Linked DNA regions of Mus musculus: region 2 is linked to region 1. A link is a contact called in public Micro-C data. All regions are on one chromosome and are shown on one strand. The core of a region is the stretch at or near the end of the contact, and the rest is flanking DNA. Distances in the headings are between cores, read along the strand shown. Region 1 holds the start of Nfib (nuclear factor I/B). Region 2 holds the start of Bnc2 (basonuclin 2).

Evidence for each region. A called contact is a pair of places that touch in the nucleus more often than the background predicts.
Region 2: a Micro-C map of embryonic stem cells shows a contact between it and region 1, with 5 times the contacts expected there. The contact joins the promoter of Bnc2 here to the promoter of Nfib in region 1.

The regions. Positions count from the first base shown.
Region 1 is chr4:82,502,865-82,507,775 of GRCm38.p6, forward strand. Nfib (nuclear factor I/B) reads right to left here and starts at 2,915. Exons shown (of 12, transcript NM_001113209.2): 1 at 1,867-2,915. The coding sequence starts at 1,896.
Region 2 is chr4:84,673,484-84,678,394 of GRCm38.p6, forward strand. Bnc2 (basonuclin 2) reads right to left here and starts at 1,920. Exons shown (of 7, transcript NM_001369083.1): 1 at 1,492-1,920. The coding sequence starts at 1,494.

The DNA.
Region 1 (4,911 bases), core at 1,665-4,164:
ATAGTTGCGTGATTGTGCAGTCTAGGCCCCTACCACCTCATGTGTCAGGATTCTGCAATAGTAGTTCTAACATACACAAATTAAGATGGGGCTAGTGACTTTTTAATGCTTATTTAGGAGATACTAAAAATGCAATGCAATTGCTAGCAGTTCCCCAAAAACAAGTGTTGGAAACACAAATATGAACTCACATGCGATCATCCAGTCCTTCCCAGGTAAGAATAAGCTAGGCCATACTTTGTGAAGGAAAAGCTTACTTCAATCTGTTTCCTTTGATCACAATGTAGAAAGAATAGAAATGTTCATGGTTTACCAGAAAAAGATGGAAAAAAAAAAAAAAAAAGAAAAGCCCGCAGATAGATAAATAAAAGAAACTTTTAACACTACAGGCGATGTGCTATACCTGAGCTAGTCCTTTCCTATTCGTGGGTTACTATCATTCAGAGCTTTTAAAATACAAATAACTCAAACAACCCATTTTTCCAGTTTTGTTAAATTTAAAGTGCACGTTTACTTGCTTAAAATAGCCATATCTAAGTTAATCATACTCAGATGCCAAACAAAATATAAACAATAAAAAATGTGTCAGCCAAAAAGCTACAGGGCTGTGTCCAATCACTGAATGCCCCTTATCGTTGTTCTCATCTTCATTCACAATTTATGAATGCCGCAGTCCTTTTGAATCACAATGGTTTCTAATTGTCATACAATTGAAATCTTAATTATTTGTTCATTATAAAAATGCATCCTCATAATCTTAGATTTTTAAAACTTTAAGACAACCAAAACTAGGCAATTATGTTTCACTTTCTTGACAATGTCAATGAAAAATTTCAATGACCCAATCTAGACTCATACTCTTAAAAGTTGGAAGTAAACTGTCCCATAACTTTCAAGGTTGAATTAACTGCTGTAAATTAACAGTTCTGGACTAGGCTGTTTAAGCTATCATCAGTTGGTGAGTTCGTCGGGCATCCATGAAAGGATGAAAGCGCCCCAGGTAAGTCTCTAGATCTGACCACTTCTTCATTTTACCATCTGACTGAAGGGATAGAAACTAGTTTGGGTTTTTAGGTATAAAGACAGTGTTTTACCTCCTAACGTTGTTCCTTAAGGCAAATTTCCAAGTTAAAAAAAAAAATCTCACTTTTCTGATACTACTTTATGCCTTGCGAGCGATGTTCAAATATCATCAAATGAACAAGTCTCACTTTTAAAACAAACGTGTCCTAAAAGTCCTAAAAATTCACCACAAACACTTCAACTTCTTGTCAGCGTAAAAGATCGCCTCTGAAGTGAGGTCTTTAAAAACCCGAAATGTGGGTCACTGTAGAACAGGACTTTAGGCACCCCAAAACGCAAAGTAATAAGTCCTCTGGACCACCACCTAGACTGGCGGCGTCACCCGCCCACTGTGGGCAGCAGAGTCCAAAGGCGCTCAAGCCTAGTTCTCAGCCCCTTGCCCAAGAGTCCATCTACAGACGCTCCCAAGCCGGAGTCCGCCCCACGCGCACCGGCCAGGGAGTGAGGGTGCCGCCGCGGCCACCACCGCCGCCGCTGCCTTCGCCGCAATCTCCTTAGGGGCGGACAGGGGCTCACGGCCGCAGGTCTCGGCCCTGCCCACCCCCAGCAGCCTCGCCCGCCCGGTGCCGGCTCTCCCCGCTCGGGCGCTGGGATGGGCGCACACGGCAGCCGTGGTCCCACGCCGCCCGCACAGCCCACCGCAACTCCGCACTACTTCTCGGGGAAGACCAGGGTGTGCCAAGGTTAGGCAAAGCCTTTGAGGGTCTGCAGCACAAGAGCAAGAAGACACAACAAAGGCGTCTGGGGCCAGAGAAAGCTCGAGAAAGCGACCAAGATAAGTACCTGAGTGAGACAGATGGGAGAATACATCATGACTTCGCCTTAAAACGCACTTTCCCGGAGATGCCCAAGAAAATCTTCCAGAAGCAAGGATTTCATCTATTCATTTTACAGTCATCTGAGCCCAGCGATGCGATCAATCAGGACGGGGCACTGCGCCGGTTCACCGCAACTTCGCAACAAACCCAGTCCTCCTTAAATAGCCAAAGATTCAAGTTCACTCGGCGAGCTAGATTTCCCGGGGTGAAATCCAATCTACACTTTTAACCCTCTTGCGGTTCGCGCGCGCCGGCCGAGCTCTCCGAGGCTGCCGCCGCTGGTGCAGGCTGCTGGTCGCCTGGTTTAGGGGATTTGTTTTCTGTTTTGCAGTTGTTGTTGTTGTTGTTTGTTGTTGGGGGTTGGGGTGCGCGAGGGTTCGGTGTGGGTTGGATTGGGGTGATGGTGGGTGGTGAAATGTTTTTTTTAAAAAAAGGCGGGGAGGGGGGCGCAGGAGGCCAGGCGGTGGGGAAAGCGAGGAGAATGTGTCACCGCGCTGGTAAAGTTCAAGGTTACCGCCGCCAACACTGCAGCAGGATCCGGGAGTGGCGATCGCAGGCGAAACTTTGCTGCGAGCCGACCACGTGTGTGCGCGAGGGGGAGCGCAAGCGAGTGCGCGCGGGTGGCGGGGCGCGCGCAGGAGAGGGCCGGGTGGGGGTGGGGGTGGGGGGGAGCAGGGAGAGGCCGGGGTGAGGGAGGGGGCGCAGGCGCGGAGCTCCCGGGCGGAAAAGCCTTTGCTGCGCTCCTGCCCCGCCGCACCGCCGCCCGCCCGCTTCGCCCCGGGTCTGACCCGCCGCGCGTGGACTCCGCTGCCGGTGCCGCTGGCCACAGCCCACGGAAAGGATCGGAAGGACCTCCTGAAAAAAATCCCAAACGATCGATCCCGCTTGGCTGCAAACTCCTCTTTTCTGTCCTGGGCTCTATTCCCCCTCCCTCTCTCGCTTTCTTTCCTTGAAAAACTTGCAAGTTGAAAGATTCACCGGTTCCACCCTCTGGACCCCGCTCGAGCTCTCTCCAAATCAGACTTAAGGATTGTTTTATTATTTAATTACACAATCACCGCTTTACTCCTCCTCCTCCTGCAAACGCGCGTTCCTTTTGCACCAGCCTCTCCACACCCCCCGCCCCCCACCTTCCTCCTCCTCCCGCGCGCCTCCCCCAGCCCTCGCGTCTCTCCCCCTCATTTGTTAAAGGTATCAGACCGGTGCCACAGTATTGGGACTTTTCTTTTCTTTTCTTTTCTTTTTTCTTTTTTCAAAAATAGCTCTTCTCTCTGCCACTCTTCGTTTACCCCCGAAAACCCGCCCAGGGAGAGGTTATTTCACTGCTCGCTGCAGACGCTCAAGACGCGAGAACATCCTAAGGGGAGAAGCCCTGAACCGGCCTGGGCCCAAGAAAGAAACGAATGGAAAATTCCCTCACACCCAGGCCGCCCCGAGCCGGGGCTAGGGCGCCGACTCTAGCACCCCAGGCGGCTGGAGGGAGAGGGAGGGTGGAGGCGGGGGCCAGAGTGAACTTGGCCTCCTGGAGTTGCAGCGGACGGGCGCGGAGCCCGGGGCGCGGCGGGCAGCCCAGCCCGGAGCTCGCACTGGCGATCGGAGAGGGGCGCCGGGGTCCCCAGGGTCCCCCGAGCCTCGCCGCAGCGGCCCGCCCTCCCCCGGCGCCCGGTGCACGTGGCCGCGCTCGGAGCGGGAAGGCCGCGCCACCGCTCGCCCCTCCTCTCCTCCTCCTCCTGCCGCGCTGGCCGCGTCCCAATCCCCACCCCCAGAGCCCGGGGCGCCGGCGGAAAGCGGCTCCCTTCCCGCGGGGGTGCGGGCAGGGCGGGGCCGCGGCGCGCCCGAGGCTGCGGGGCGGGAGCGCGCGGGGTGCGTGTGCGGCTGCGGGTCTCCCCGGCGGCTCCCGCCGGCTCCCCGCCCCGCCCCCCGCCGAGTGAATGAACTTGATTCCCGGGACCCTGGAGGCGACCGGCCAGCACCCCCTTTCGCGCGGGCACTCTCTCCCACACACACCGCCCCCCAAATTCCGGGTTTCCGCTAGGGGTGGGTGGGGAAATGGAGGAATCAAAGGCTGCCCCAGACAATGGAGAAAGAAAAGTGAGCGCCCGGGGCTCCATGTCGCCCTAGCTTGGGGCCGCCGAGCGTTTCCAGGCCCCCCGCGGCCTCCCGCTCCCACCCCGCGTCCTGGACTTTCCCCCCCTCAACTTTCTCCAGTCCTCGCACTCCTGACCACCGTGCCCTCCCCCAGCGGACCTGAAAGAACCAGTGACTTTTTCCTTCCCCAAGTGGAAGTTACCCACATCAAGCATTTCACAACGACACATCAAGAAAAGTAGGCAGGTTCAAGTCAACCATGAAATGGTCACTTTTTAACCCCGTCCTGTCCTCATTAGGGAAATGCTCAAACACAGTCCGTTTTCAAAAAGCGCTCTTAATGAGGCGAGCTTGCCAAGTCTACCAGCTGCAGCCCCTGTAAACCAAGAGCCTGGTGAAGAAAGGCGCAGGGGGTGGGGAGGCGGGGAGGGCGGCGGGTCTAGGAGGACAGGTAAAGTCGGGGGAAACTGTGAGAACCGGGGCGAGTTAACCCTTTAGGGCACGCGCCACGGGGAGCGGCCTCCGTGCCCCCGCTAGGCAAATCCTCTAGTTAGCGTTCTGACAACGTTAATTTCTTTTGTACTGGTCATTTCTTCTTCTTGAAAAGCTGGGACAAAGTTGACAGTCTTTATAGATGAAAGGAGGTGACAGTCGGGGTTAATCCAAATAAATACTCACTTCTCTCATAAATTTTAGGCAACCTCATCTTAACTTTTAAAAGAAAGACGGGACGGGAAGAGGGGGGGAATAAAAACGAACAATCCCAAAGCATCACTTTGTAGTGAGCTGCATCCCTTTTCTCACCCTCCCCAGAATCTGCGGGAGGGGGCGGGGACGCTCCACTGATAATACCAGCTTTAACTACTGGAGTTTCCCTTTGAACAAATATTCAATTTAACTGGAGTTAATTTACCATAAAAGA
Region 2 (4,911 bases), core at 670-3,169, 2.2 Mb after region 1:
TAGTATATGGGAATAGATCTGTAGACAAATAGTAATACTAGCCAGGGGAAGAAAAGGCGTGCAACTGGCTTTAATAATGTTCTGTAAAATGCCGTTACAAGAAACTCTCCAGCTCTAAGGAGATATATTTCATACTTTGTTTTGATCCCTCCATTAACACAGGATCCAACAACTACAAATGTTCACGAAGTACATAAAAATTAATAAAACAGGCCACTTTCTGCCACTTTAATCCTGGATACACAGGATTATTTTATGATGTCTTTTGTACATCAGTTTTACAACAGCTTGACTCTAGGGTAAATGGGAAGCATCATAAATCGCACGCTGCTTTCAAAACCTCTTTAATTTCTGTCAGCATTACTGTAACCGCAGTCCTGGGTGCATTTTGTATGTGTGTATGTCTGCATTTGACAGTACCATCTCCTACATTCCAGTTGTGACTTTGATCTCTGAAACAAGAGATGTCACATCAGGGGGAAGGGAAGAGGAAAAAAAAATGTCAACCTGCTATCACCCCGTTTCTTATACATCCCATGTACATAGGGCCCACTTTGTATCAGAGCCCCCAAGTGGGGCTAACAACAGCGACACTGGGTGGTAGGGAACTCCAAGAAAAAAAGAGTGGTCAAGCCCCATTTCTAACAAATGACTTCCCGAAAGCAGACAGTGAGGCTCATCACTGGGTGAACTAATTGCCTGCTTCCTCGCTGCAGAGAAGCCGTCCCTTCCAGGGACTGGGCTGGAGTCCCCCTGCGCTGTGCCATCCCTTTTCCACCACCACTTGGCACTTACAAGTTTTGTTTTGTTTTAATCTTCGCCTCATCCCACGGGAGATTCCGTCTAGTTTTGTCCTGAGCTCCACCACTACTGTATATATATATATATGTTTTTAAATTCTGCCCCCCTTTCAGGTCTCAAATCCCACCGTCCAGTCGGCGTGTAAGCGCAGTGGGCCGGCTGCTTCAGAACCGCACTTCGGGAAAGCACACACGTGTCTGTCTAGCGGGATTTGACTGGCCGCGTCCGCGTCCTCCGCAGCCGCGCGGGCATCGCTGCGGTCCCCACGCGGGCCGCGGGCCGCGCCCCGGCACCCATGCCCAGCCGCCGCTCAGGGCTCTCAACAGGCCGGCAAGTTGGGAAAGTTGCCGCGGGTCCCGGCAGCCCCGTGCATCCCGGGTCCCCGTGTCCCGCGCCCTCCCCGAGGGCTCCCCGGTCCCCAGAGTCCCCGACTGGCCGCCGCTCACCTAAGGCGCGGGGAGCCCTCGCTCCCGTCCGCCTGCCCGCCCGCTCGCCCTCCCGCAGCCGCCTCGAGAACTTGGGGCCAAGTTGGGGGAGTGGGGGGTGGATTTCGGGAGCGCCGCCGGCTGCCCGCCTCCTCACGCCGCGGCGCTAGAGGAGAACGCGGCCCGCCGCGGCCCCGGGGCGTCCCGCCCGGGTCTGTCCCTACCAAGTGCAGACGCAAGCGGAGAGGAGGTGGAAACTTCTTACCATCTCGGCATGCTGGTTGTCAAGTGCAGCCCCCGCCTCTTGGTCTCCTCTTAGCGGCCGCGCCTGGACCAGCCCCTCGGCCGCCTCAGCTCGCCGCTCGGCCTGCTCCCTCCCCCGCCCGGCCGCTCCGGGCCGCGCTCGCCGCCCGCGCCACTCCCCACCCGCCCGCGCGCGCCCTCGCCGCGGCCCCTCGGCGCTCAGGTGACTGATTTACACCCGCGCCCAGGGTCGCGCTCGCTCCCTCGAGCCGGCGCTCCGAGTTGTCCCGCTCCTCCCCGGGCAGAGGGAGAAAAGAAAAAAAGGGAACGGACTGTCCGGGAGGGGGGCTGCTGGCGAGGCGGGGTGCGCGCGGCGGCGCGGGGGGGACCGGTGGCCGCGCCGGCACAAGTTTCTGCTCCCGGCGCAACTGTCCGGACTAGGGTGTTCGCCGCCTGTTTTGTTGTTGTCCTCAAGCTTTTCTAGGGGCTTCGGGGAGGATGTCTAGCCCTCCCCCACCCCCACCTCGCTAGACACACACCCCCTCTTCCGTGGATGGAAAAACAACTTTGGCGCCCCCCGGGGGGTGCGGGCGTGGAAGTGGAGGTGGCGGCCAGCGCCCAGCTGTCAACAAGGGGGAAAAATGCGAGGAGCCGGGAGGGGAGAGGGAAGGCTGCGAGCCGCCGCCGAGCACCGGGCGCGAACTTTATTCCGACTGCGGCGCAGCGCCTCCGCTCCGGGCTTCTCCCACTCTCGGTCTGCTCGGCCCGGCTCTGGTCTGCCTTGGGCGGCGCCGGAGTGAAGGCAGGGGAAGCCCGGGGACCGTGACGCGCCCGGGGACCCGGGGCAGAAAGTTGCGCACAGCTAGGGGCGAAAAGTTTCTGGGAGCGGCGGCTTTGGTGCCGGCCCAGACGGCGGCTTGCGGCCAGGGCTTCCTTCCCCTTCTAGGTCTGGGCCTGGAGCTGCAGCTGGCGGGGGAGAGGAAGGAGACTGCCACCCTAGCGGGCGCCCGCGACGGACACCAGTCACACGTGTGGGGTGACACTCAGACGACCCGAGTTGCCCTGCTTTAAGACACGGGTTGCCGGCGGCAGGCTCGGCACGCAGCCGCCAGCGGTTGAAGGACACTTCTTAAATGGAAGCAAAACACAGTCGGGCTGCAAGATTCGGGGGGGAGGGGGGAGACTTAATCATCCTCATCTTTCTAATGTACACCGTGTGCCAAAACCGTCTCCGCCTCGTGCAGATTTATCATCGCTAGAGCAAACTTTTTGCTTATCTGTCTCGGGAGGAAAGCACAGGTTTCTAGCACACTCTTGAGCTCTAAGAAATCAGAGAATCCTGCGGAAGATTTGGTTGGCTGAAAACAGGTTTGATTACTGTTTCTTCCTGAAAAGAGTAACTCGTCCCTCCTTCCATTCTCTCTTTCCCCAAGCAGAGGGAGAAGCCTCATAATTTCATTCAGAGGTCAGAATTAAATTCCTCCGAAAATATGTAGACTTGGAATTTAGGACACACTCACACACATACACACACCGTCATAAGTTTAATGTATATTCACAATGGTTAAGCTTAATTTTTTTTTCAGGATCCATGGCTGACTAGATCCCAAGTAGCAACAGCTGGCCTGAGAATGTGAGTTAGCTTATCCACGTGGATCCAGCCTTTTTTTTTTTTTCTTTTTTTTTTAAACATTAGGGCCACCAGCACCTGCAGTTCCTTGTACTAGTTGGGTTCAAATTCCTGACTCCTCCTAGGCCCATGCAAAGCAGATTGGTAGTCACTTCAGAATCTGTCGATTCTATGCAGGAAACACTATAGACTTTAGGCACATGTTTATCTCTTAAATTTTCTAATGAGTGACAGTTGCTGTGGGACAAATTACGGGTTAGGTATCTAACCGTTATCCAATATGTTTAAATGCATGTTATCAAAGTAGGCTCATCGTCAAATGATTTGATTAAGGTGTGGAGCATATTCTCTTGTTCTCTAAGCAGAACTATGACGTCATTCTGTAGCAACTGATTACCCGAGAGATAATGGTGACCAAATGTTCATTCTGAGGTCCTAGGAGCCTCACAAGCAGCTTCCAGAAAGAAGCCAAGTTTCAGTGTGTTTCCCTGCATCACGAAAAGATTGGGAAAAGCTAGCAGCTAATTTCAGAGTCATTACCCACACAAACCCATTCATACACTTAACTGCTTTTAAGTGACAGTCCAGCAAGTTGCCAAACAGTTGTATCCACACAGTGTGTTTCTGGCTGCACACCTACATGTGCCACGCTACTTTTTTTTTCTACATCAAGCAACCTGTAATTTACATTCCTCTGATTGGTTCCAGAACTGACTGTTCTTGATGTTAGCATGCAGTCACTCTACCTGAGGTCAGATGTATCTAGCGAAGTCCCCCTGCCTTTCTAAACAGTCATTACAAAGATGGAGTCTGGGCTGGACTGAAGAGCAGCCTTTAAGAAGGTGGCAGAATTGGCAGAAGCCATAGTCTTGTCTCCAGTGACTTTGACAACTGGCTCAAGATCTTACTTAGGTCAGTGGTCCTCAACCTGTGGGTCTTGAACCCTATGGACTACCAGAAAACACAGATATTTACATTACAATTCATAATGGTAGCAAAATTACAAGTATGAAGTAGCAACAAAAATAAATTTGTAGTTGGGGGTCACCACACCACCAGGCACTGTGTTAGAGGGCTGAAGCATTAGGAAGGAGGAGGGCCAGAGCCTTGGGTCCTCTGTGTCCTGCAATATCCTAATGCTTTGCAGCTACCTGACTCAGTGCCCCATCCAGCTGTTCAATCTTCTGTTGGACTCCACTCTCTTTGGCTCTAATTTGCTCATCTGCTTTCTAGGCTTAGACCTTGGTGGCTCTTCTCTTTGCTTAAACTCTTACCCTGTCCAGAGTCCCTTTCTTCCCACTTTCACCTTATCTCCAACTTTACTCCTGAAGAGTCAAAGAAGATAGCTCTTCGTTTACTCTGCAAAATCCTCCTTGCCCCATCCGTTCTACCTCTCCTTTTGTCTTTTGTGTGCTTGTCTTCGTGTAAGCTGTGTTTTGTTTTTGCTTATATGCTTACTACTTTTCAGCTAAAGAATAAGCTTAGTCAGGGCAAAGGATGGGTCTAGGAATGTCAGAAGCATTATCACCATTGTGTCAAAGTGCTATAGGAATACGGCAAAACAGTCCATTCTTTGAAAGGAGACAGGAGACACTATTGTACCCAGGTATCCGCTGGGTGCGTACTGGGGACATCCAACAGTCCCCAAGGCCCTCCTAGAAGGGCCATGAGGACAAAACTATTTTTTGTTTGTTTGTTTGTTTGTTTTTTGTTATTTTAAGACAGGGTTTCTCTGTGTAGCCCTGGCTGTCCTGGAACTCACTTTGTAGACCAGGCTGGCCTTGAACTCAGAAATCTGCCTGCCTCTGCCTC